Regions from separate parts of the Mus musculus genome. Here all the other regions are linked to region 1. The links are chromatin contacts, called in public Hi-C and HiChIP or PLAC-seq maps. All regions are on one chromosome and are shown on one strand. Each heading gives the region's core, a stretch centred on a gene start, on an enhancer-like site or on the middle of the called end of the contact. The rest is flanking DNA. Distances are from core to core; before and after follow the strand shown.

Evidence for each region. A called contact is a pair of places that touch in the nucleus more often than the background predicts. HiChIP or PLAC-seq counts read pairs in DNA pulled down with a chosen protein or histone mark.
Region 2: an H3K4me3 HiChIP or PLAC-seq map of embryonic limb bud shows a contact between it and region 1, with 3 times the contacts expected there. The contact joins the promoter of Aff3 here to the enhancer-like site in region 1. A contact is called at or near these places in 1 of 484 Hi-C or Micro-C datasets (uterus), 4 of 115 datasets of contacts at active chromatin or transcription factors (craniofacial prominence, embryonic limb bud, embryonic stem cells and 1 more) and 2 of 9 other capture datasets (adipose tissue and liver).
Region 3: a contact with region 1 is called in a Hi-C map of forebrain, with 2.1 times the contacts expected there. The contact joins two enhancer-like sites. A contact is called at or near these places in 1 of 15 datasets of contacts at CTCF or cohesin (the NIH/3T3 cell line) and 4 of 484 Hi-C or Micro-C datasets (the 3T3-L1 cell line, the C10 cell line, forebrain and 1 more).

What each region holds. Positions count from the first base shown.
Region 1 is chr1:38,510,544-38,514,245 of GRCm38.p6, forward strand. The region is part of intron 4 of Aff3 (AF4/FMR2 family, member 3); the gene reads right to left. Among named protein-coding and RNA genes, the nearest start is that of Aff3, 110 kb to the right of the region's middle. Within about 2 kb of position 1,783, at least 40 of the 459 cell types and tissues checked have an H3K27ac peak or open chromatin away from gene starts, as enhancers often do. A contact at or near this core is called in craniofacial prominence, embryonic limb bud and forebrain, where this site is marked.
Region 2 is chr1:38,625,105-38,628,806 of GRCm38.p6, forward strand. Aff3 (AF4/FMR2 family, member 3) reads right to left here and starts at 2,140. Exons shown (of 22, transcript NM_001290814.1): 1 at 1,985-2,140. The coding sequence starts at 2,037.
Region 3 is chr1:38,417,033-38,420,734 of GRCm38.p6, forward strand. The region is part of intron 4 of Aff3 (AF4/FMR2 family, member 3); the gene reads right to left. Among named protein-coding and RNA genes, the nearest start is that of Gm16150, 200 kb to the left of the region's middle. Within about 2 kb of position 1,804, at least 18 of the 459 cell types and tissues checked have an H3K27ac peak or open chromatin away from gene starts, as enhancers often do. A contact at or near this core is called in forebrain, where this site is marked.

The DNA.
Region 1 (3,702 bases), core at 533-3,032:
AAACAGACAACACAACGTAAAGAAAACAAACACCCAAAAGAAGAACCCACACTGAAAATAATACTCAAAAGCAAGATGGGCCAAAGGAAATCTTTTGAGTTAAACAGAGGAGACCGTCATTTCCTGAAGTACAGGGCATAATCTTTGTATAATGTGTGATACTCATACACAAGCATGCAAGGGAAACCCACAAACAGCTTAACATACAGGAGAGTCTCACCTTCGAAGGATTATCTTTATGTGAGTGGCTGATCAAACTTCAGTCCTAAGAAGTTAGCAATGTAGCCAGTGGACTCTAAGTTCCGCTCAATCTCAAGTGTGAGTGCGTGGCCATTTGGTTCTCTGTGAAGGGGTCAGCTTCATCCAACCCTAAACCATCACCACCCCAATGGCAGAGACAAGGCAGGCTGCAGCCTACTGTATACATCTGTCTTGTCTGTCTCATTCGCCGCTGGATGGTTTGTGGCTTTTCAATTATTTATATGAAAGATGATTCCCATATATATATATCTTGATCATCTCTGCTTCTCCCTTCCAGTACGATGATATGATTCACTTGCCGATCACAGGGGAATTATTAATGTCTGTTATTATGATCACTATTATTATTATAAATATGTCCTGGAACAGCATCAAATACTCAACAACACCCCTGCTAACCAAGCAGAGACTTGACCTTCAAAGGCCTGGAGTTATTCATCACCTCACGAGACAGCTTCAGAGCCCCAGGCCCTGCCCCCTGCTCCCTTCTGACTTCAAAGTGCCAGAGGCATAGTGTGTGAGCATTCAGGAAGCTCAGGTGGGAAAACGTTTCTTTTCCTTGAATTCTTTGCACACACCAGCTTTTTAGGAGAATAACCAACTTGGATAAATAAGTGGTCTGGATTTAAAGTAAGAAAGGGAAGAACGCTCCCAGGGACTTGGATTTCAGAGGGCTGTGCTGTTCCAGGGCACTAACTAACTTGCCTCTTCAGAGTGTTGGGAGAGCATCTAAATTAATCTGAATGACATTAGCTCTTACTTCACTCAGTTTGAAATAAACCCACTTCTACAGGCCGAGCAGATACTGCTTTCAAGTGGGAGAAAGAGGGCTGCTTCTTCTTTCTGCAAAATGAAACGCTGTATGGAATGTTTCCCTCCCAAGGAGCCGCTTTGTTTTGCATCTTTGCCTTGGTCTCTTGCTCTTTAGTTTTATGTACCAGCATCAGCAGCATCTCTTAATTTCAGAACAGCAAGCTGCGGGAAGCAGCCAGGGTAGGAACAGAGATGGCAGAGAGCGAGCGAATGCACCGTGTCTCCAGAGTTGAAATATGAGAAACAATCACTTTCAACAGAACAGTCTATTGATTTCTCCATTAAAAAAAAAAAAAAAGAAAAAAAAGGAATCGCCAAGGCTTTTGAATTCAATCTGGAGTAGAAAATGTTAATACAAAAGGAGACCATCATCGCTCAGATTCCATTTCTAGTTTCATGTAAGATCTTTATTTTATATGCTATGAAATATCTATAGGAAATATAGATAGTCTCCTCTCATGGAAGCCTGGGCTAGCCATTAAGGTTGCATTTGAACCAGCCTGCAGGATTATTTGAATATATTTCGCTTTGTTTGGGCAAATTACATGACCATAAATATGCTATGCTTCTATGGCTGTAAAAACAACTGAACAGAAAGAGGCATATTAATCAATCCACAAACCTAAAAACAAAACGTACATTAATACCATCTGTGTTCCGTCTACTCCATCCCACTCTGCCCACCCCAGCAAGCCCCCGTCCATCAGAAGGATCTAGTTAACCCACAGAGCTGCTGGCTGCCTGAGTGTCTTGCCAGAACACTTAACAGCTCCCTCATTTGTTGGGTGATTTTATAGGTCTCTGGTGATGCGCAGAGGTAGGACAGCTTGCAGGGTGTGAGGAGAATAGATAAAACTACCCTGCTGTGTAGATCTAGTCCATTTGCACTGGCTCTCCGACAGAAAAACAAATTGCAACCTCTCACAAAAAGGCCCCTTTCTGCACTAGCAAGCTAGAAAAATGCAGGCAGAATCGAGTAAATCAAGCAACTTCCCATCAGGAGAAGGGGAAATGGCTACCACTCTAACAGCTGCTCTCGTAATTAAGAACAGATTTCATCACTAAACTCTTGCTGGTTATGTCCACAGCAAAACAAATGCACAGATGTGGGGTATTTACATACTAGAAAATTTATCCCAGGCAGCCCAAGCACATTTACCTTTTGTGCTGGAGAATGCAACCTTAAAAATATCACCCAATCGACAGCAGCGTGCAAGGCAAAGTCCAAACCTGAATTCAACGCATTTCTGTCATCATCTTGCAACTACATTTGTCTTGGCATCCTACCAAATGCACTCTCCCCTTCCATATTTAGAGTCGCGGTGGACAGCCACAAACGCGACCTCTCTCAAATAATGAAAATGTGCTACGTGTTTCTCTCACTCATAAAATTTGCTAAATTTATTGCTGCCTCATTTATCCATGTGTTAAATGGCTGCATGGCACACGCAATAAAAGGACTGACACCTGACCTCTGCAGAGGTAAATTGGTGTGAAGTTAAATCAAAGAAATAAAATTAATGAAACGGTAAAAACTGATGGATAAGGGTGGGTTGATGGAAAGCCCTGCCGCCGTGAGAAAGAAAAACCTCTGATTTCATACAACGAGGATGACGCTCACAACAACTAAGCCAAACAACTATTCATACAAAGTAGAACAAAAATGGGCAAAAATAACTTTGCTTTTAGAAGTCACTTGGCCAGGAGTGTTCCCCAGCAGGAAGGTCTCCGGAGGGCGGCTCCAAGCAGTCATACACAGCGCTTAATCTGGGTGATGGATTCACAGGTACCTTCACTATAGAAATATTCTTCATGTTCTTCCGCTAGGATCACTTGTCTTTTTTTTTTAAATATGCAAACTGTTCTCTAATGAAATTGGAAAAATGAAAAGAAGCTAAGGGGTGCGCTAGGTTTCCTGATTTGATTGCCAGCCCTCAGCTCTCAGACGTATCCTTCAGCCTCTGCTTCACAGAGCTTCTTCCTGCCCTGCTCGAGAAGCCTCAGGGCACTGGGCAGCAGCGGGCACTGGGCCACAGTCTATTCTTTCTAAAGGACTGTACTGGTTGGTGGAAGGTTGGAGTTTAGACTACTAGCATTATATCTTACTTAGACTATGTCCTATCTAACACTTGAAATCGATTTTCCTCTCCAAAGTGGTCAATGATATATAGATAGATAGATAGATAGATAGAGTACTGAATGACCACTACTATGGTTTACAACAAGAAAATAGATTAAAACATGTATATTCCAATATAATGTAGTTCTAAATGCATTCTAAACAATGACCTGTGATGCTGTTTTACATACAAAACAGACATCCAGAGATGTAAGTAAGGTAACCCTGACATGAAAATGCACGATCAAGCCTGCTCAAGATGGCCTACGATCTCCTAAGACCTCCAATACCTAAGCATGTATGACATGCCTCATCATGTGTTATGAGAGGCTTTGGAGAGGGAAGGCCCACGGTTGTGATCTTTATGCTTAAACACCACAGAGTTTTAGAATTAAAATTAACCTCAGACTGGAAACACTCCCACCACCAACCATATGCAAGTGTAGTGTGTTGAGGGTGGCTGGTATTTAAGTGGTAGATTTCTCGGTGAGAACTGCATTGTCCCAAGT
Region 2 (3,702 bases), core at 890-3,389, 110 kb after region 1:
ATGCTTTCCAGCTGTGGTGGCGCAATGTCCTCAATGCACTAGTGAAACAGGTAAAATCTATGTGGTCTGAGGCCAGCCCAGTCTACAAAGCAAGTTTCAGGCCAGCCTGGACTATGTTGAGAGATATGGTCAAATAAATAAATAAATAAATAAATAAATAAATAGGATATTAAAAATTTAAAGACAATTCAGCAGGCATTCTTTGACAGTATTCAAGATAATTTACTGGGAACTGAAGACACACCTTGAGCCCTTGCCAAAAAGGCCTACACATTACCACTGATAATCTCAAAATACAACTTATAAAAACCATACAGGAGTTCAATTTGAACCAGAAAGTGGATAAGTAGCATAAACATGCGTCCAAAAAATAAGTTCTCCCCTTTAACTACAAGCCTGCCTAGATTTTAAAAAGCAAAAGTCATTTTTAAAAGGCAGTTGTTATCTGGGAAGCTATTGAATTTGTGCCAGAAACCAATATTTCAAAAGGTAAACCTGTAAAATAATAGGTATCTGTAAATGAAAGACTGGAATAACCCCAGGAGCAGCAACACAGTAATTAGCAACTTTTATAGAGTAATAACATGTTCCATATTCTCTCTACACTAGCTCTTTGAAGTTGCCAGTGTAATATATACAAGTTTTATTACATTGGAGCCCATCCTTGTGTGTTTTATAGGTGCTAGCATTATGCAGAGCAAGCTGTAGTCACCGTCGGATCTTCTATAAGAAACTGCCCGATAATTCGTGAGCTCTGTGTCTAGTTTATTTTGTTACACCTGTCTTTAAGAAAATAAAGTCACTTTGAGCCTAAGTCACTATGGAGATTCACATGCCCACATGCCATCGAGGTATGTGTCATAAATCATAAAGCAGTTTAGCTTTAAAATTGTGCATCGCATATTCATGTGCACACCACTTGCAGTTTTTGACACATGTGAACTCTTTACTGAATTAAAAAGGGAACTGCTCAGCTCTACAATCAGCGATTACCAGAGGCAGAACAGAAAGCAGTTAATATGCTTGTTCCAGCAGATGTTCATCCCCGTAAATATTAAACATAACACAAGTTCCTCCAGGAATATACAAGCAGTAATTTTACCACCTGAATAGGGCTGGTTGGAAACATTTAAGGGGTGGGGGCAATGTGAGGGATGCTGAAGCAGCCAATGGGATTTTTCAGACAACCGCAACTAGAATTAAATTGCATCTACCTGTGATTTACCTATAGCAGCTCTCCCTAATGCGAGATTAGCGAGAACTGGAACCCCAAGTGCATTCCAGGCTGCCAGCTTTGAGCTTGACAAAAAGAGTGAGGAGTTCAGCCATGGGCATGTGTGAAGAAAGGGTGCAAAGGAACCGAGAACCTCCGGGAAATGAGTCTCCCTGGGCCAAGGCCTCCGGAATTCGGGCACCAAGACACACTGGCCTCCTGCCTAGGGTGCTCACTTTTCCATCTCCAGTGGGAGTGAGGTAGGACAGAGGAAGGATGCAAACGCCAAGCAGGGAGCAGGCAGGGCGCAAGGCTAGAGAGCATCCTCTCCGGGCACTTCGTAGAGGTACCAACTCTAGGGGGTCACAGGGGTGGTGAGCCTGAGGCTCTCCGGGAGCTGGAGGGGAGCACAATCCGAAGGAAGGGAGCTGAGAGGGGCTGCGAGATGAGGGGTGGGCTCTCAGGCATCAGTGACACGTTCTAAAAATCGGTTCTCTTCCCCTCCACCGCTGCGCTCCTCCAGTGGCAGCCAGACCCCGGCCCCCTGAGCTAGCGCAGGCAAGCACCGAGGGGAGAGAACGGAACCGGAGACCGACGAATTCACGGGGAGGCGGCCGAGCATCCAGCCCGCCAAGGCTGGAAGGAGCCGGCCAGCGAGGCGGGTGTCCCCGAGCCACCCCACCCCCACGGCGGCCGGGCACCCGGAGTCCCGGCCCAGGTGAGGGCAGGCGGGGCCAGCGCGGCTCCCCAGCGGCCAGCACCGGGACTCACCACAGCGACTCGAGGTCCCATTCCTGGAGCAGGGCTAAGTCGAAGCTGTCCATGGTGGGAGGTGTCAGCGCCGCCGCCGCCGTGTCCGCCGCCGCCGCTGTGTCCGCCGCCGCCGTGTCCGCCGCCGCCGCTGCCGAGCCTCGGGCCGCCCGCGCGCTGCAACGAGAGGCGCCCGCTAAGGTGCATCCCGGCCGCGCCCGAGCCGCCGCCGCCCGCCTGCCCGCCTGCCCGCCAGTCACCCTCCCCCGGCTCTCAGTGCCCGGCACCCCCGCGGCCCCTGCTTCCCGGGCCCGCCCGGCGCACTCACCCGCTCGCCGGCTCGCGCGCAGCCACACTCGCCGAGAGCCGCGAGCTCGCTCTCTCGCCGCGCCGCCGCCCCCTCCCGGCCTGCGCCCGCCCCTCCGCCCCTCCCTCGCGGCGGCCCGGCCCGCTGCAGCCGCCGGCGCGGTGCTCTGCGCCCGCCCGCTCGCCCGCCCGCCTCTTTCTCCTCCGGGAGGCGCGTGTGCGCGGGCGAGGCCGAGGCGCGCGCGCGCGTCCTGAGCCCCGCGCCGCGCCCGCCCCGCGCGCCCCTGCGCTCCCCGCGCTCCCCGCTCTCCCCGTGCGGCTGCTCGGGGTCCCGCGCCCTTTCTCGGGCCGGACTGCCGGCTCGCCCTCCTCACCCGCGCCCCTCCATCTCTCCAGACCCTCAGTGGCCCCGAGGGTTGCGGGGGACGTCCTCTGAGCCAAAGGGAGCGGCGCAGCGGCGCCGAGGGCAGGGGGATGCCGTGCCGAGCCGAGGCCGGCCTGCAGCAAAGCAGACCCCTGCCTCTCGCCCTCGCCCCGTGTCCAGCTGGGACTTTCTGGTCCTCCGCAAATTAAGGGGAACCCGCAGGGCGCTGCGGCTGGAGGTGTGCACTCTTGAAGATCTGGGGTGGGCGCTAGGAAGGAAAAGCCCTGGGCGCCCCAGGCGCGGTGAGAGTTAACAGTGCAGCCCACGGCAGCGCTGAAAACAAATCGTTTCAAATATCTGGAGCCAGTAACTTAAGTGAAATAAAGAGGAGGCGGGAAGGAAGCGTCTTCCAAGACCTGCTTTCAGCTGCAGTTTAGCCTGGGGGCTGGGAGGACGAGGGGTATCCCACTAGCCCTCAGCTGCCCAGTCCCTGGAAACCAGTCTCCTTTCTTTTTATTTCATACTGGAAAGGCCTCTCTGGGTTTCCACTACAAACTTCCCGCCGCCTCCTCTCCTGTCTAGAGAGTGGCAGATTGTCAGCTGGAAAGATGATAGAGTACCACTGTGGCTTGTAAAAAAAATAAAACCCTTGCTATTATTACTCCCTTGGTTTGAGAGACTGCTCCCCCCTCGCTCATTATTATATACACTCTGAGAGTGGGGACTGGAGGCGTAGAGCTGGTCTATCCTTCCATCTCTGGGCTTCTGCCCTCAAAATTGAGGATCCCATGCTGGCCCCGGGGGTGGTGCATGGGGTTCCCCTCTCCCATGCTCTTGGCCCCAGTTCCTGGAGCCCTGTTCAGGATTCCCCAGGATTCCTGGAGAGAGCAGCACCGAGCAAAGCTCACCACTTACACCAAACCCCGCATGCCCTAAGGGAGGCCTTTGCAGTGTATCGGCCTTTGTTCCTTTTCTAGACAAGAAGAGCCACCATGTGAGGCCGCCAAAAATTTAGCCCCTTTGGTAGAAATCCTAGGAGCAACCCCTTTTTTTATTTCACCCACCTCTG
Region 3 (3,702 bases), core at 554-3,053, 93 kb before region 1:
TAATAGCTACAAAGTTACCCAGTGGTGCCTAAAACGATGTAGACCTGTGGTTGTAGCAATAAACTGGTATCTGTAACTCCCACTGTACTTCAGAGCCGAGAGAGACAGGGTTTGTTATCCGGCTAATAAACAACCTGCCATCACTTCCAACAATTAGAGCAAGTGGTCCTTTCTTAGACACATCAGAGAGTAGCCTTCCATGTTAACTTTTCTCTTCCATTAGCTCAGGTCTAAGACCAAACGGCTCTGGCCTGAAGTCACGGAGACACTTAATGAAAGGCGTTTTATGCCAGTCACGAGCTGGGCACAATGGTGATCAGCAGTAGATCACACCAAGACCAGGCAGGGATGCAGCAGCCAGGCGTGGCTAGCCTGCTACATTAACCACCCCGTGAGCTGAGCAGACACCTCGGCAGTCTCTGCTTCTCATTTAGAAGAACGAAACCAAAGCATCTTAATAGGGACACCGGTGGGCTGAGTTTCATTAGGACGGGCCTTTAAAAGGAGTCAGTGCTGATCAATACAGCCGGTCCCGCTTCCTGCTCCCAATCTGTTAAGCAAGAAAATGCCTTTATGTTGGCACTAATCCACTGTGCCCACAATGAGGAAAAAGGTGCCCCAAGAGGCTGACGATTTAATAATACACTGTTGGCTTTTTTTTTTTTTTTTTTAAGAACCACCACCAAAATAAGACAAAACAGCACTACAGAAGTAAGACAATTGGAAGAAAGCTGGCAGCAAAGTCCCCTTAAAAACATACCAGAATGAGATAAAAGTCAAAAAAGGGGAGAAAGTAGCTATGATCAGAGAACTAGCTGGCTTGTAAAACCCTAGTTCCTAGAGATCTGGCTATTATTTCTAATTCCTGTGCCCAAGGACTCACACTGCACCGGTGCTGTGTTGGCTGGTGGAGGAGCTTCAGGGTTGAACAAACCAGGGTCTACCTTTCACGGAACAGACGCTCTGTGCAGTGGCCAGGCAATAAATAAGTAAACATGGCTACTCTAGAAAATGTGCCTGTACAAATGTAAGAAGGTGCAGAGTGCAGGGACAGCCACGGTTCCTCTCAGCACTGATGTGTCTCTTGTCAGAAAGACAGAGGAGGACGGTTCCCTCATGGAAGCAGTAAAATGAGAGCTCCCACCCATGACAATAGGCACAAAGCCCAAAACAAAACTCCATAAAACCCGGAACGCTCCACAGTACGCAGCCCCTGCTCCTAGGAGTCCCAAGACCCTGTTCATGATTCCGTCGCAGCCATTCTGAAAAGGTAGAGAACAAATCATAGGTTTCTGAAAAGAAATATTGCAAATAACATGGCAGTATTGGAAAATGCTAATGTAAACGCTGCCGGGCCATCTGCTTGGTATTACCACAATGCAGGGAAAGGCTCTGAGAGAAATGATGTTTGAAATCATTAAAAAAATAACATGTCAAGTTTAAAATACTCAAGGATCTTAGAAGCAGCATCAACACATTCTGCAACCATATGGCCCTACAGCAGGTTAAAAAAAAATTCCCCGGCTTGTAGTTCCTACTTCAACCTAATGGTTCCTAAAGCATGCTTGCTTTCCATTTGAGCACTCCCCTCCTACATTGAATTCCCTGGTGTTTATGCTTTTTTGAATTATACTTGAATACAATAACAGTTCCACCTTTTCTCAAGTAGGGGATGATGTGGTATGGGAGAGGGAGTCAGCTGTTCCAGAAGACAGGCAGTGCAGGTGGCAGATAGGACAGTTGAGTGTGTCTTGTTGGACCTCTGACGTAGGAGACTGATTACAGCTTCAGTTGTAGCTGCTAATCCCAGTAGAGAGGCTAATTTTGCAGGCACAGTGCTAACGGCTTTGCATCCATCAGTAATCACTTTCCTAAAGCATGCCCTGTTATTACACACACTTTGTACATGAGCGTCTTCCTCAAGGTCATGTGTATGGCAGGGGGCAGGGCCAACTGTGTAAACACAATTCACGGACCACATCTATGCCTTCAACCATAATTATACATGTCAGTGATCAGTGTTCAGATGGTGGTGAAAACAGATTTGTGTTTTTCAAGGTCAATAAAAGTCTAAAAGCCTTTTCAAGGTTAAAAACACTGAGTATCTCAGGTTAGAGCTAGCTCCCTGACAAGAAAGAAATCAGGAAGAACGGCTTTTCGTTTAACTTCAAAGAACTGAGTAGTGGTCAAAGAAAACTCCCAGAGACAGAGGACACACCAAGAGTTACAGAGTTCAGAAAGCTAACGGCCAATGGTGGGAACACCTCCCGATATTACTGCAGAAAACTAGATCAGAAACAGAGTTCTCAAAAGAGGAATCACACATGGCTCAGAAGCACTTAAAAGAATTGTTCAACGGCCTTACTCATCAAGGGAATGTAGATCAAAAACGACTTTGAGATTTCATCTCATGACAGTCAGAATGGCCAAGATCAATAAAACAAGTGACAGTTCCTGCTGGTGAGGATGTGGGACAAGGGAGCACTCCTCCACTGCTGAGGAGCACGTAGGCTTGGATAACCATTGTGGAATGCAGTGTGGTGGTTTCTCAGGAACATGAAAGATTCCTCTCAAGATTCAGCTACTCTTGGGCCCAAGGATTCTTCATCCTATCACAGAGGCACCGGCTCAACCATGTTCAACTCCTCTATTCATAGCTGCCAGACATTGGATATGGCTTAGATGCCCATCAATGAATGGATATATATAAATGTATATTTACAGAAAGGAATATCCATCTGCCACTAAATAAAAAGACAATACCTATTTTGTTATTGTTGTTATTGTTATTATTATGAGAGAGAAGAAAAGTTGTGGATTTGGGTGGTAGAGACGTAAAAAAGGCTGGGGGAGGGGAAATAGTAATCAGGATATATTGTATAAGAAAATCTATTTTAAAAATTGAAAACAAAGCCCCATTCTTCCTCTGTAGTCAGTCATAAACCTAGAAGTTCAGACTGATTTTTGCAACTGGGTTAATATTTAGTAGTGATTTATAACCCTTTAGCGTTGTATGTATTTTTTATATATACTGCATTCCATGAGGCCTCTTTCTGTAAATCATATTGTACATTGAGCATATTCCATCATTATGGACCTATATGGGTCCACAGACACAGACTTACTATGTCTATTTAGACAAACACTGCCAGTAGGTTCCAGGTCTGCGTTTTCATGTACACTGTGCCTTAAGTCCAACTAGAAAGTAGTTGGTTACTCCCATAACATTGATGCCATCCCTGAGACCACTGGTGTATCTTGACATTCCAGTCACCACTATAAGGAGCCCACTTATCGATACCATGAGCTTCTGCTTCCTTGGGTATCGGATCATATACAGGCATGTTTTAGCTCTGTTAACAGTTCTCAAAGTGTTCTGGAGATAGCACATTCAGGTAATGCTAGCAGTATGGAAAAATACACACATGCAAACTAAGCTGTTGCTGACAAAGGGCGCCAGTGAACCATCGCCACCTGACTTTAGGATGGCAACTAGAAATAAACAAAACCCGTTGGGCTCAGGTATGTGCCTGTAGTCCTGGATATTGGCGCATCTGATGCAGAAGGGTCTCCCGAGGGAAGAGGTCTGAAGTCCTGGGAGACAGAGCAAATCCCATCAAAGTGTGTGGGGGGGGGGGGGGGAAGAAGCTACTTTCTACTTTTAAATGTTTGCATTATTTTCCTCGAAAAATCCCACACAGA